2 separate regions of the Zea mays genome follow, and region 1 is linked to region 2. A link is a contact called in public Hi-C data. All regions are on one chromosome and are shown on one strand. The core of a region is the stretch at or near the end of the contact, and the rest is flanking DNA. Distances in the headings are between cores, read along the strand shown. Region 1 holds the start of LOC542255 (rough sheath 1). Region 2 has its middle 14 kb from the start of LOC103631921.

The links. A called contact is a pair of places that touch in the nucleus more often than the background predicts.
Region 1: a contact with region 2 is called in a Hi-C map of tassel, with 2.3 times the contacts expected there. The contact joins the promoter of LOC542255 here to the enhancer-like site in region 2. A contact is called at or near these places in 10 of 25 Hi-C or Micro-C datasets (bundle sheath, ear, endosperm and 4 more) and 1 of 3 datasets of contacts at active chromatin or transcription factors (leaf).

Annotation. Positions count from the first base shown.
Region 1 is chr7:3,779,500-3,785,286 of Zm-B73-REFERENCE-NAM-5.0, reverse strand. It overlaps LOC542255 (rough sheath 1), which reads right to left and starts at 3,601. Exons shown (of 5, transcript NM_001111861.2): 1 at 2,945-3,601; 2 at 2,623-2,733; 3 at 2,368-2,515. The coding sequence starts at 3,280.
Region 2 is chr7:3,690,546-3,696,417 of Zm-B73-REFERENCE-NAM-5.0, reverse strand. No RefSeq gene overlaps it. Among protein-coding and RNA genes, the nearest start is that of LOC103631921, 14 kb to the right of the region's middle. Within about 2 kb of position 4,522, at least 4 of the 20 cell types and tissues checked have an H3K27ac peak or open chromatin away from gene starts, as enhancers often do. A contact at or near this core is called in ear and tassel, where this site is marked.

The sequences.
Region 1 (5,787 bases), core at 2,352-4,851, 90 kb before region 2:
CTAAGCTAAGTGGGAAAGGTGGGCAGTGCACACCTATGCTTCAACGCATATTTTTAGATAACGGAAATAAATCCAGCTTTCACCTATGCTTCAACACATATATAACATTTATCAACGTTCTTAAGCTAGTTTCATATGTTATTAATCCATACAAAAAGTAAATCCAGTGCTCAAATTATCACTAGCTAATTTTATAGCTTGGGTGCGGGATGACTAATATTCACTACATCCTAAAATGTAAGGGATCAAATTTTGTCCTAAGTCAGATTATCCTGATTTCCAAATTTATAGAGACGACCACTAATATTTATCACATCAAAGAAGTATAATATGAAACCATATTTTCATAGTGTATCCAACTATGCTAATTTGATGGGACAAATATATGTTTTTTTTCCTATGAAATTGATCAAACTTTGACTTCAGACGAACTTTCAATCATGTGTATTTGAAGACAGAGAGGGAGTAGCAAATAAAAACAAACAATTATTTAACAGAATAGCCAATACACTTTCTTGCTGAATGAGTAGAAATGATGAATCCTGCCAATTAACAGACTAGTTCTAAGGTATGCATGAAAACAACCCTCCATGTGGGGAATGGAATTTTTGTGACAGGAATGGTTACTTTCCAACTTCTGGATAAAGAACAAATGCATTATCAGATGCACAATATAAGATCTACTATTTATTCGAATGGTTAAAACAGAATGGTGGAAAAGCTGAAACTTTACGTCAGAGCCCGGACATTCCTATTCAAGCATCTAATGTTGACTACATGCAGTAATCTTAAATTGACCTCCCAATATGACACTACCAAGTTGTTCCCTTGGCTTTAATCCGAAAGGACTTCTACTGTTTCTACAATGTTTTGTCTATATGGATTGCAGCTGCAGCAGTACCAACAGCTAGCTTTAATCTGAAGTGAAGGCTTTAACCCGAAATAGTTTCTACTATTTATACAATATTTTGTCTCTATAGATTGCAATTGAGGTAGTTACGAACAACTAGCTTTAATCCGGACTGAACCAAAAGACACAACACAGATACATTAGATCCTACCATTTCACGATTCAGAAACAGGTGCAATAACTAAGCTAAACCATCAGTGGCTGAGGCATAGCAGCTTTCTGAGACTGGAGATTTCGGGGTGATTTCTGTTGTAGGAAATATCTGAACATGCACTAAAACCAATATAAGACGCCTATCTATAGATCAGCGGCCTATGCTCCTGTACACAGCTTGGCACAGCCAGAGTGGCGTAGAACAGTTCCACACAGATCTCCCCCCTGGCCCTGTGTAGCATAAACACAAATCTGCAAATACACTGTAGTAGCTGCACCGCCTGCACGTCCAGATGCAAAGCAGGCCGGCAGCACCCCCCGGAAGACACGAACGGCGACTATCTCTCTCTCACACACACACACTGAGACGCCTGTGCTGCTGCAACCCAGCACGATGGCAGTAGGAGTAGGAGTACTACAGTTGAGACAGGTGAAGAAGAACAGGTCAGCCATGGCACCATTTCCCAATGCACCTCTGATCTGTCTCTAATCTAGTACTGTACAGCTGAGATGCAAGAAAAGAAGAGATGCATGGGACGGGAGAGACGGGATGCTGCTAGCTACGACTAGAGTAGCAGCAGCAGCTATACCTACACAGTACACACAAAGATGTAACGAGCGAAACGAAACAGACGGATTCTCATGCCTTGGAAGTTGGAACCCTAAATAATCAACATCAGAGGCAGGCAGGCAAGCAAGCAAGCTTGCTGTCACTTGTCAATTGTCAGTTGAAAAAGAAAGGCTAAAGAGAGCAGTCAAGGAGTAGCTTGTGCTGGATCCAACCCATCAGGTAATAATATTATTAATAATAATAGGATAAGATAATGCCAGCGGAGATGGTGATTAAACAATGGCGAGGAACGAGAGGAGGCTCTGGCCATGCGACACGGCGCCTCACTGTGCCCTCGATGCCAACCAAAAGCTCATCCCGTGGCTAACCCTTTCGTGATTAGACTATGTATTAGCGCGTGCTGGGGGTTATCTGATTGGTGGTTAATTGGATTTTTTTAATTAGGAGGATGTGATTAAAGTAATGGCGAGGGAAGGGTCAGAAGGGCGGGCAGGTGCAGGTTAGCTACTAGCTCACAATGGCAATGATCCACATCCACCCCCACTATCTAGAAAGCAGCCATTCCCAATGCGGCAATCCTCATCCTAGTATGTGTGGTTGTGGCGATATAAAAACACGCGGCCGCCGTACGTACCGCCGCCATGCCATGTACGAGCGGTGCCGGCGAGAGCGGAAGGAGGAGGGATCGAGCAGCAAGACGACCCCGATCGGTCGGTCGGTCCATCTATCTTACCGGCGAGCGAGAGGCGCGCTGAGGAGGAGCCGCCGCCGCCGGAGATGCAGTCGAGCTGCGCCTCCACCCGCTTGAGGAACTCCATGGCCTCGTCGATCGGCCGGGTGAGCTCCTCCCGGTACTTGACGAGCATGTTACAGTACGCCTCCTGCACGCGAGCAATCATGCGTGGGATTGGAAGAGAGAGATGAAAATAGGTTAGACTCGAGCAGGCTGTGTGGATTGATGAACGGGGACGGGATCATGGGAACCGACCATGAACTGGTCCAGCTCCGGGTCGCGCGGCTCGTGGCGGCCCGGCGGGCGCGCGTCCAGCTTTGCCGCCATGGCCGTCAGCCTCTCCAGCACGTCCGGCGGCGCGCCCACCTGCAATCACACAGACACAGCGCGCGCATCATTTCATAGCCACCGTGCTGTCCTGTGACTGTGAGGGTGAGCGTGAGGACGCGACAGGCGTGGATAGATTTACGCATCAAATTAAGCAAATCTCGCTTCACGAATCAAGATATAAAAAAAGATGCGGTTTTTCCGACGGCAGGTCACGCCAGCCGGGGTCGGGGTAGCTCAAGCGAAGTACTTTCTGGCAGTCGAGGTAGGCGGCGAGGAGCGCCGAGTACTGCGGGTGCGCCACGATCTTGGCCTTGATGGCCTCGGCCTCCGCTGCCGACATCTCGGCGCCGTGCCTGGCGTAGTGGTGGTGGTGCTGCTGCTGCTGGTGCTGCTGCGACGACGACGGGGCCGCGGCGGCGTGGTGCAGGAGCGCGAGCGGCGCGCCGTAGTACGCGGGGGACGCCGTCGACAGCGGCAGCTGCAGGAAAGACGAGGAGGACACGGCGGCTGCCGCCGCCTTGGAGTTGGAGCCCCCGCTGCTGCTCCCAGCTCCGGCCCCGAGATTCCCGAAGCTCTGATCCATGGACGAAAAGGAACCCTAGCGAGCGAGGGAGGGATGGACCGTGTCGCCGATCAGCAAGGAAGGACAGCGTCCGGTCACTTTAGATTCTCTCCCTCTCTCAACACTAAATCACTAATGGCGGCGGCCGTCGAGCGCACTCCCTGCCTCTCGCTCACAGTTTTGGAGAAGAGACGGGGGGAGAGGCGGCTAGATATTAATGGGGACGAGAGACGGAGGGGAGGGGAGGTGGAAGGGAAAGGGAAAGGTGTCCTCGGCTCCTCGCACTCGTAGCCGTAGAGGGCAGAGCAGCAGCGGCTGCACTGTGCACTACTGCCGGCCCTGTGTGGAATCGGAATGTGGATGGCTGGCTGGTGGCGACCTCTTTTCTCGCGTCAAATCTCACTGCAGCAGCGGCAGCACGGGACGTATGCCGCCGTATGGGTATTCATCTGAAAAAAAATTATATCCACGTACGTATGGCTGCTCCTCCATGAGAAAATGAACATGCATGCCTAGGTTAAACCAAAAGGACAATAATAACCCTCCATACAGATGTTAAAAGTGTTTCCAGTATAGAAAACCAATATAAAATATATTTTGAGTATTAACTGCTTCCTTTAACATATCGTTGTCTGCAAAAACAAAATCATTGCTATCTTAAAAGTTATTTGTTGCACAACTCTATTATTGTAACAAGTTTTATATATCTTAAAAGGGAACATATCATATGCAAAAACATTCGACGGTAGTCTTGCGTCACACGCATATGGGCCCTGATTGTTTCGGCTTCTGACAGCTTCTAGCCACCAAAAGCTGCTGCGGACTGCCAAACGTTCAGCTTTTTAGCCAGCTTCTATAAAATTCGTTAGGGAAAAAACCATCCAAAATCTACATAAACACATAATCGGTTGAGTCGCTGTAATAGTAGGAATCCGTCACTTTCTAAATCCTGAGCTATATGAACAACTTTATCTTCCTCCACACGTAATCGTAATGATACTCAGATTCTCCCACAGCCAGATTTTCAAAAAAGTTGGACAGAAAAAAGCTGAACCAAACAGGCCCATGGTTTCCTCCCATTGCTTCTCGCCTACCAGGCAGGCTGTTAATTCACATATAAACGTGAGAAACTATCCCAGCCCAATACGACAGGAAGTGTCACGCACCGTAGCGCTCTCATGTATCAGTCCGCTAGCTAAGTAGAACGGAGTCGTTCCGTTCTACTTGGCTCTTCAACCAAACACTACCTAAGGGCGACCAAGCAAGCTATAAAAAAGAGGATTCAACTCCTTTTCTACACAAACTTTTATCGATATTTTGGCTAAGATAAAATATAACATTTATTCTTATCAGTTTAATATTCAATCTATGGATTATATGTTCATTGTAATATTAAATTTAAGGTATTTTTTGGGGTCGTACTACATACACCAAGCGCACATCTGTTTTCCTCTCCCCGCTTCTCGTCTATCAGTGGGTCGTTAACCCACAGATGGCGAGCTATAATAAAGCGGTTGGCTCATTTTCAACTCATATCTTTCTCGACCTTTTGACTAAAATAAAGTATAATATTTGTTCTTTACCAGTTTAATATTTTATCTGATATGTGGAATATATGTTCACTTCAATATTAAATTTATTTTTATAATTATTTTTGTGGAAGTGTCTAACACACTGGTTTACTAGGCCGTCGCATCATGTGATTATATTTTCTCTTCGTTTAACTTTGTTTCTTTTTTTTTGACCAGAATCAAATTGTATAGAAAATTGTATTACCTTCTATAGAGTATAGACCCGATCGAATACATATAACATCAAAACATGTTTCATGAGAAATTTAATAAAAAATGATTCGATGTGAATGTCGATGTGTGTCATCTACCAATACATATTCCAAAAAATGTAGAAGCAGCAGTGCTCAAAATTCAATAAGACGGTGAAAGTTTGAAAATTTATCCGTTGTTATATAAAGGTTTTACGCGAGGAATGTGCATGCATGATCGGTGCCCTTTTTGCTAGCGAATGACTATTGCTGCTGCTGTATGTACCTGGAGAGGAGTCCTCAGTCCCGGGTCCCGGGCTTGTGAATTGTTGCATCCGGGTCATGTCATCTGCCGGCCGGGAGTGACCAGCCGGGAGACCAGGACAAACCACAGGACGCGTACTCGCACGTGTCGCAGCTCGCTAGCTTCTCGTCCGTGTCGATCGATGGAGTCGCATCGTGTGCCCTCCGTAAAACGCCCTGCAATGTGCATGTGTTACGTGCTCTCTCTCTCACACACACACACACACCGTTCCGTCGTCCGCTTTTCACCGCTGGGATGATTCTGGGAACGAGAGAGACAAAAGATGAAAAGATGAATCCTTGGGAAAGTAAAAAAATGCTTGTCATATATACCCAGCCTTTTTCCCCAACCGTCCCATGTTCTTCCTACTTTGTGTGTGCGAATATAAATTTTCACGCAACTCTTAGACTATCTCTAGTACTTACTCATCCACATACTTATATTCAAACTTTAATATGTAAA
Region 2 (5,872 bases), core at 3,273-5,772:
AAGTCAAAAGGAGAATTCATGATACATCTATGCAATTAGTGATCTACTTGATATATAATAACATGACTTAGAAAAGGATCACTAGTTGTAGAACTCTCTCTTGTGCAAAATATTTTCATACATTGTCTTGAGTATAGGTCTTAAGCGACTAAGACTAAGGACAAAGCACAATGAAGAAAGCATCACTATGTAAAGGTACAAAAGGGTAAAACTATTCAATCTTATTCATACATGTACCTAAATCTTCCTACATTCCTTGCATATCTTGTATAAAAGGAAGAGAAAGCATGATCATACATTAACCCTGCTTCATACCTAGTTTAACTTCTCAAACATTCATTCTTACATCTTTGTTTAAACTGGGTGAAGTAATTTTATTGTCAAAGAGCTTAAAGCTTAAACTTGTAACGAGGATAAGCTGCCTTTGTTCCAAAGGTGGATGGTCCTTAAGCCTCTTTGAAATCCTTAAGGGAAAAAGCTTAAGATAACATGTTTTCATAAGTGCATAAACTGTCATGAGCATCACATTTATACTATGACACAATGCACTTCACAGTCTTTATGATATAGACACCATCTCATTAACCTAATTATGTGCACTTGGCGTTTAAGACCAAAAATTTGTATTCCTCTCAAAGCACATATTTAGGGGGAGAACTCTATATTATATTGAATTGTTTAAGCTAAATTGACATATCCTTTTAATCATGTCTCTTTCCTTTGGTACATTTGCATATTTCTTATCTCTATTTTGTGTCAAGACTAAGACTAATATGTTTTCATGAGCATCTCATGTATTAAGTCTTAGATTGAAAGGGAAATGGAGTTTTCGGCAAAGACATCGCTTCCACTCAACTCCATTGGTATTATCCACTCTTTGTCGGTACTCCGCCGTCTCTCCATATTTGGTACAATCTTCACTCATATATTACTTGCCAAAGGGGGAGAGAAAGTAAACGGGCTTATATTTCACTCAAGTATCCGTTTTTGGCGATTCATGCCAAAGGGGGAGAAAATATTAGCCCAAAGCAAAAGGACCGCACCAACACCCTTATTTTAAAAAAGAGTTTTTCAAATTGGTATCTTATTGTGTTCAAAAGGGGAGAAAGTAGCACCTTCAAAAGTTTGATATCTTAAAACCCTCTTGAACACTAAGAGGAGGATTTCATTGAAAGGGAGTTTTGTTTAGTAAAAGGAAAAGCATTTGAAACAGGGGGAGAAAATTTCAAATCTTGAAAATGCTTCTCAAAATCTTATTCATTTATCCTTTGACTATTTTGCAAAACACTTTGAAAAGAATTTCCAAAAGAGTTTGCAAAAACAAAACAATTGGTGCAAGCATGATCTAAAACATTCATGCAAATCTTATGAAATAATAGATTGGTTTAATTCCAAGCAATCTTTGCACATATATTATGCAAACTAGTTCAATTATGCACTTATATATTTGCTTTGGTTTGTGTTGGCATCAATCACCAAAAAGGGGGAGATTGAAAGGGAAATAGGGTCAAACCTTTTCCTAATTGATTTTGGTGGTTGAATTGCCCAACACAAATAATTGGACTAACTAGTTTGTTCAAGATTATATATTCTACAGGTGCCAAAGGTTCAACACAAACCAATCAAAAGAACAAGTTAGGTCTCAAAAGGAAGGAGCAAAAAGGGAACCGAAGGCTGCCCTGGTCTGGCGCACCGGACAGTCCGGTGTGCCACCGGACAGTGTCTGGTGCACCAGGGTGCTTCAGCTCGAACTCTTCACCTTCGGATTTCCCAGGCGCAGCTCTGCTATAATTCACCGGACTGTCCGGTGCACCAGCGGAGCAACGGCTATCTGCGCGCAACGGTCGACTCTGCAAAGTGAACAGTACCGCGGCAGAAGTCAGAGCAGCGGTCAGAGGGGCACCGGACTGTCCGGTGCGACACCGGACTGTCTGGTGCCACATGAGGACAAAGCCTCCAACGGTCGACCAGCTCCAAGCCCTAACGGCAGGATGACGTGGCGGCGCACCGGACTGTCCGGTGCGCCCTTCGCCAGCAGAGTTCACCAACGGCTAGTTTTTGGTTGGTGGCTATAAATACCACCCCAACCGGCCACTTCAAGGTGAGGGAGCCCAAGCAACATTCCAAGTCATCTAGTTGACATACTCAAGCCCTCCCAACCACATTATTCATTGATCCATACTATACACAAGATTTAGACCACTACAACCAACACAAGTGCCACAAAAGAGAGAGCAAGCAAAAGAGAGCTACTCATTTGAGTTTAGCACTAGTGCCTTGTGAGATTCATTGAGAGATAGTGTGTGCTACATCTTTGTGTTCATTTGTGCGTGGAGTATTGACTCCCATTGAACTTCCTCCAAAGTTTTGGAGGCCTTGTAAAAGCTAGCAAGAGACACCAAAGAGTGTGGTGGTCCTTGCGGGATCGAGAGTGATCCTTGAGAAGAAGAAGAGCTCGCCGATCCTTGGGTGATCGGTGGAGAGAGGGAAAGGGTTGAAAAAGACCCGTCCTTAGTGGACTCCTCAACGGGGACTAGGCCTTCAAGGGCCGAACCTCGGTAAAACAAATCATCCGTGTCTATTGTGTTTATTGCTTGTGATTTGTTTATTTTCCTTTCCTCTAAGTTTTCTTGCGCTATTCTTTGTCAATATCATTTGGTGTTGCTTCAAGTTAAATTCTCATTTAGTGAAGCAACACTTCGCAAGAAAGTATTGCTCTTCCCATCTAAGCCTTCTTGCTTTATTATTCATATACCTATTAGTTGTATTGATTATCAATTCCGCATTATTTCAAAGCAACATTATTTACAAGCAAAGAACTTAGTTTTTATATTCCGATAATTATATATCTTGTTCTAACCACTAATGAAGGGATCTAGTTGGGGGATAAAGTTTTAATTTTCAGGTTTTGCCTATCCACCCCCCTCTAGGCGACTTTCAGAAATCCTTGATTCTGTTGCATAACATTGACGTCATGCACTAGGAACGAAATATGAGTGAAAGCATTATCAGCACTTGCCTGAATAACACTGACAAAACAAAGACAACCCTAAGGCTAGAAAAGATTGGCCTTAATTTGTAGTCGACCAACTTTGGAGCTAGGAGAGAACGAGAAGAAGCCACATGTTGCTTACAGTCTTAAACCTAAAATGAAGAAACAATTGATAAAATGGTTGAAAACCTAAAGTTCCCTGATGGTTACGTCGCGAGCTTTAGAAGGTCTGTGAATTTGAAGACGGTCAAGTTTTTCGGGTTGAAGAGTCATGACAACCACAGAATTATGGAAAGACTCCTTCCTGTTATGTTCCGTGGTTTTGTAAAAGATGATGTGTGGAAAGCGTTAGTGGAGCTAAGCTGCTTTTATAGACATCTTTGTGCTAAAGAAATAAAGAAAGAGATGGTGGAGAAGCTTAAGCAACAAATACCGGTTTTGGTATGCAAACTTGAAAATATATTTCCTTCGTCCGATGCAACATATACTTGTTTACCTACTATACGAAGCTAAGGTAGGTGGTTTTGTCGAGTATAGATGGATGTATCACATCGAAAGGACACTAAAGAAGCTACGTGCAATGGTTGGTAATAAGAGACGAGTTGAAGGGTGCATCTTCGAGGGATTCAAATACAAAGAGATATCATCATTCACGAACCTGTACTGGAGGCTGTCGGACATAACGCGGGTTATCTCCGACGGCTTGTATGGAGACTGTGGGACATAATGCGGTGGGGCCCACTAGCGATCGCTACGACCGTTAACGGTCACAAATGTCAACGGTCCTTTCCGACCGTCGGATATAATTTATGTTCGATGGCAGCCGTCAGACATAATGTTATTTCCGATCTATTAAGGTCGAGAGACGGCTGCCGTCGGACATAATACTATTTCCGAACTATTAAGGCCAAGGGACGACTGATGATGGATATAAGCCGAAAGCTGTCGTAAATAGCTTATTTTTGACGGTATAAGCCTTATTTCCGACGTACGTAATGTGATTTGTCTTCTTTTGTTGTTGAAGATCCGGAGGCCAGTTTTTCGATAAAAAAGAGACCATAAAGAAGAAGAACTAAGTTGTTAACGAAAAAGAACAAAGGAAACAATGCCTGCAACTAACCATATGCAAGCATGATGAGATTCGAGAGGCAACACGCAGTCACGCACGCACAGACTGAGGCTTTGGATTTTTGGCAGCGGTCGCACACAAGGGGATCACGGCAAGGGGCACATAGCACATTTGGCAAGCAAGCAATCGCATGGATTCCATTTGGAGCGACGTATCAGAAACATGACATGGAGATGCTTGTAGCGGCGAGCAGACCACACGATCAACGATGCCGATGCAAGACTCTACTACCACGCCGTCTTTCCCCTCTCTCTCTGGTTCCTTTCCTTAACTTTGCCTCTCTCGCCCGCTCTCCGGCCGCTGCTGCACAAAAGTTGCTTGCGCAGAGGCTGGGCTGTGTGCAAGGGATAGAAAGGGCATGTGCACTGCTCACTGCTGTGCATGCATGCCCGGTAACAAGTCGATCACTTGACCGTCGAAACGACCAGACCACGTTCACAGTACTCCTACGTGCGTGTGTGAGCGTGTCAGTAGCTAGCTCCATAGGCCACCAATGCTGCTGCTGCTGCCAATCTCTTGCACTTGCTGAAAATTCAGATGCTGCTGCTGCATGCACTGTAATCTCTCGTCCATCTTCATATGACAGACGTTTAGGTTACTATTTAGGATGGAGAATATAACTGAATAAGCTAAAACAGCACGTATAGTAGTGCATGTTGTTGTCCAAAGCAAGCCAAGGATCGAATCTTATCGAACACAGCTGGATGGGACTTAAAGCAAATGCTGAGTCGTCAAATTGCATTCCTCTTGGTGTAGTAGTAGAATATTGAGAGAGAGAGAGAGAGAGAGAGAGAGAGAGAGAGAGAGAGAGAGAGAGAGAGAGAGAGAGAGAGAGAGAGAGAGAGAGAGAGAGATAGCAGGTCGTGGGTGGATCCAGACGACGACAATGGAATTCGTTTCTTCTTGGGCCTAGAGCTGGTCAAACGGAGAGCATAGTGGTCTCTGAAAGATCTGCTTGTTGCTGAGATTCTACTACTACGAGCTGTCGCAGCTACACTACCACGCCTGCCTGCCTGACTACGGATCGGAACGGAGTACATGACATGCAGTTCCATCACCAGCCAGCAGCTCATGAATGCAACGCATGCATCAGATCAGATTAGAGCCCCATTCCGCCACACGCAGCCAAGCAGGCCGGCAGGGTTGTAGCTGGACTGGTCACTCACCAGTCACCACTCACCAGTCACCACTGACCAGCGGGAGGGAGCTTGCAGTCTCCATCCGGTTCCGGGAGCCGAAAGCCTCTGAAATGAAACGAAACAAGGGGGAAAAGAAAGCTGGAAACCTAAAAGGGATCCGAAAGCCCAAGGCTTGTACATACGTTATACGTAGACGTAGGCGGCCCAGCCCAGGAGGCCGGTAGTAGTCCTACGTACTCCTACTCGAATTCACGCGACTGTTCTAAAAATGACACACTTGTGATAATTCAGGTATCATCACGTGGATTATTTACTAGGTGGGTGCATGTGCTATGCTAAAATAGGTAGTACATGTTTTAGGCCCTGTTAATTTCATTTCAAAATTATATGATCCAACTTATGGATTATATAAGTACCTAGTGATCTGCTTATAGATTATTATAATCTAGATATCTGAATTGCATAATCCATCTATCTCAAATTATTTATAATCTAGCTAGAGGGTAAACAAAGCATTCGGACGGACAGAACTCGATCGGATGAGTTAAACAGCGCATCGATCATCGGCCGGTTCCTATAATTAAAAGGCTAGGGTTACACCACCCATGTTTT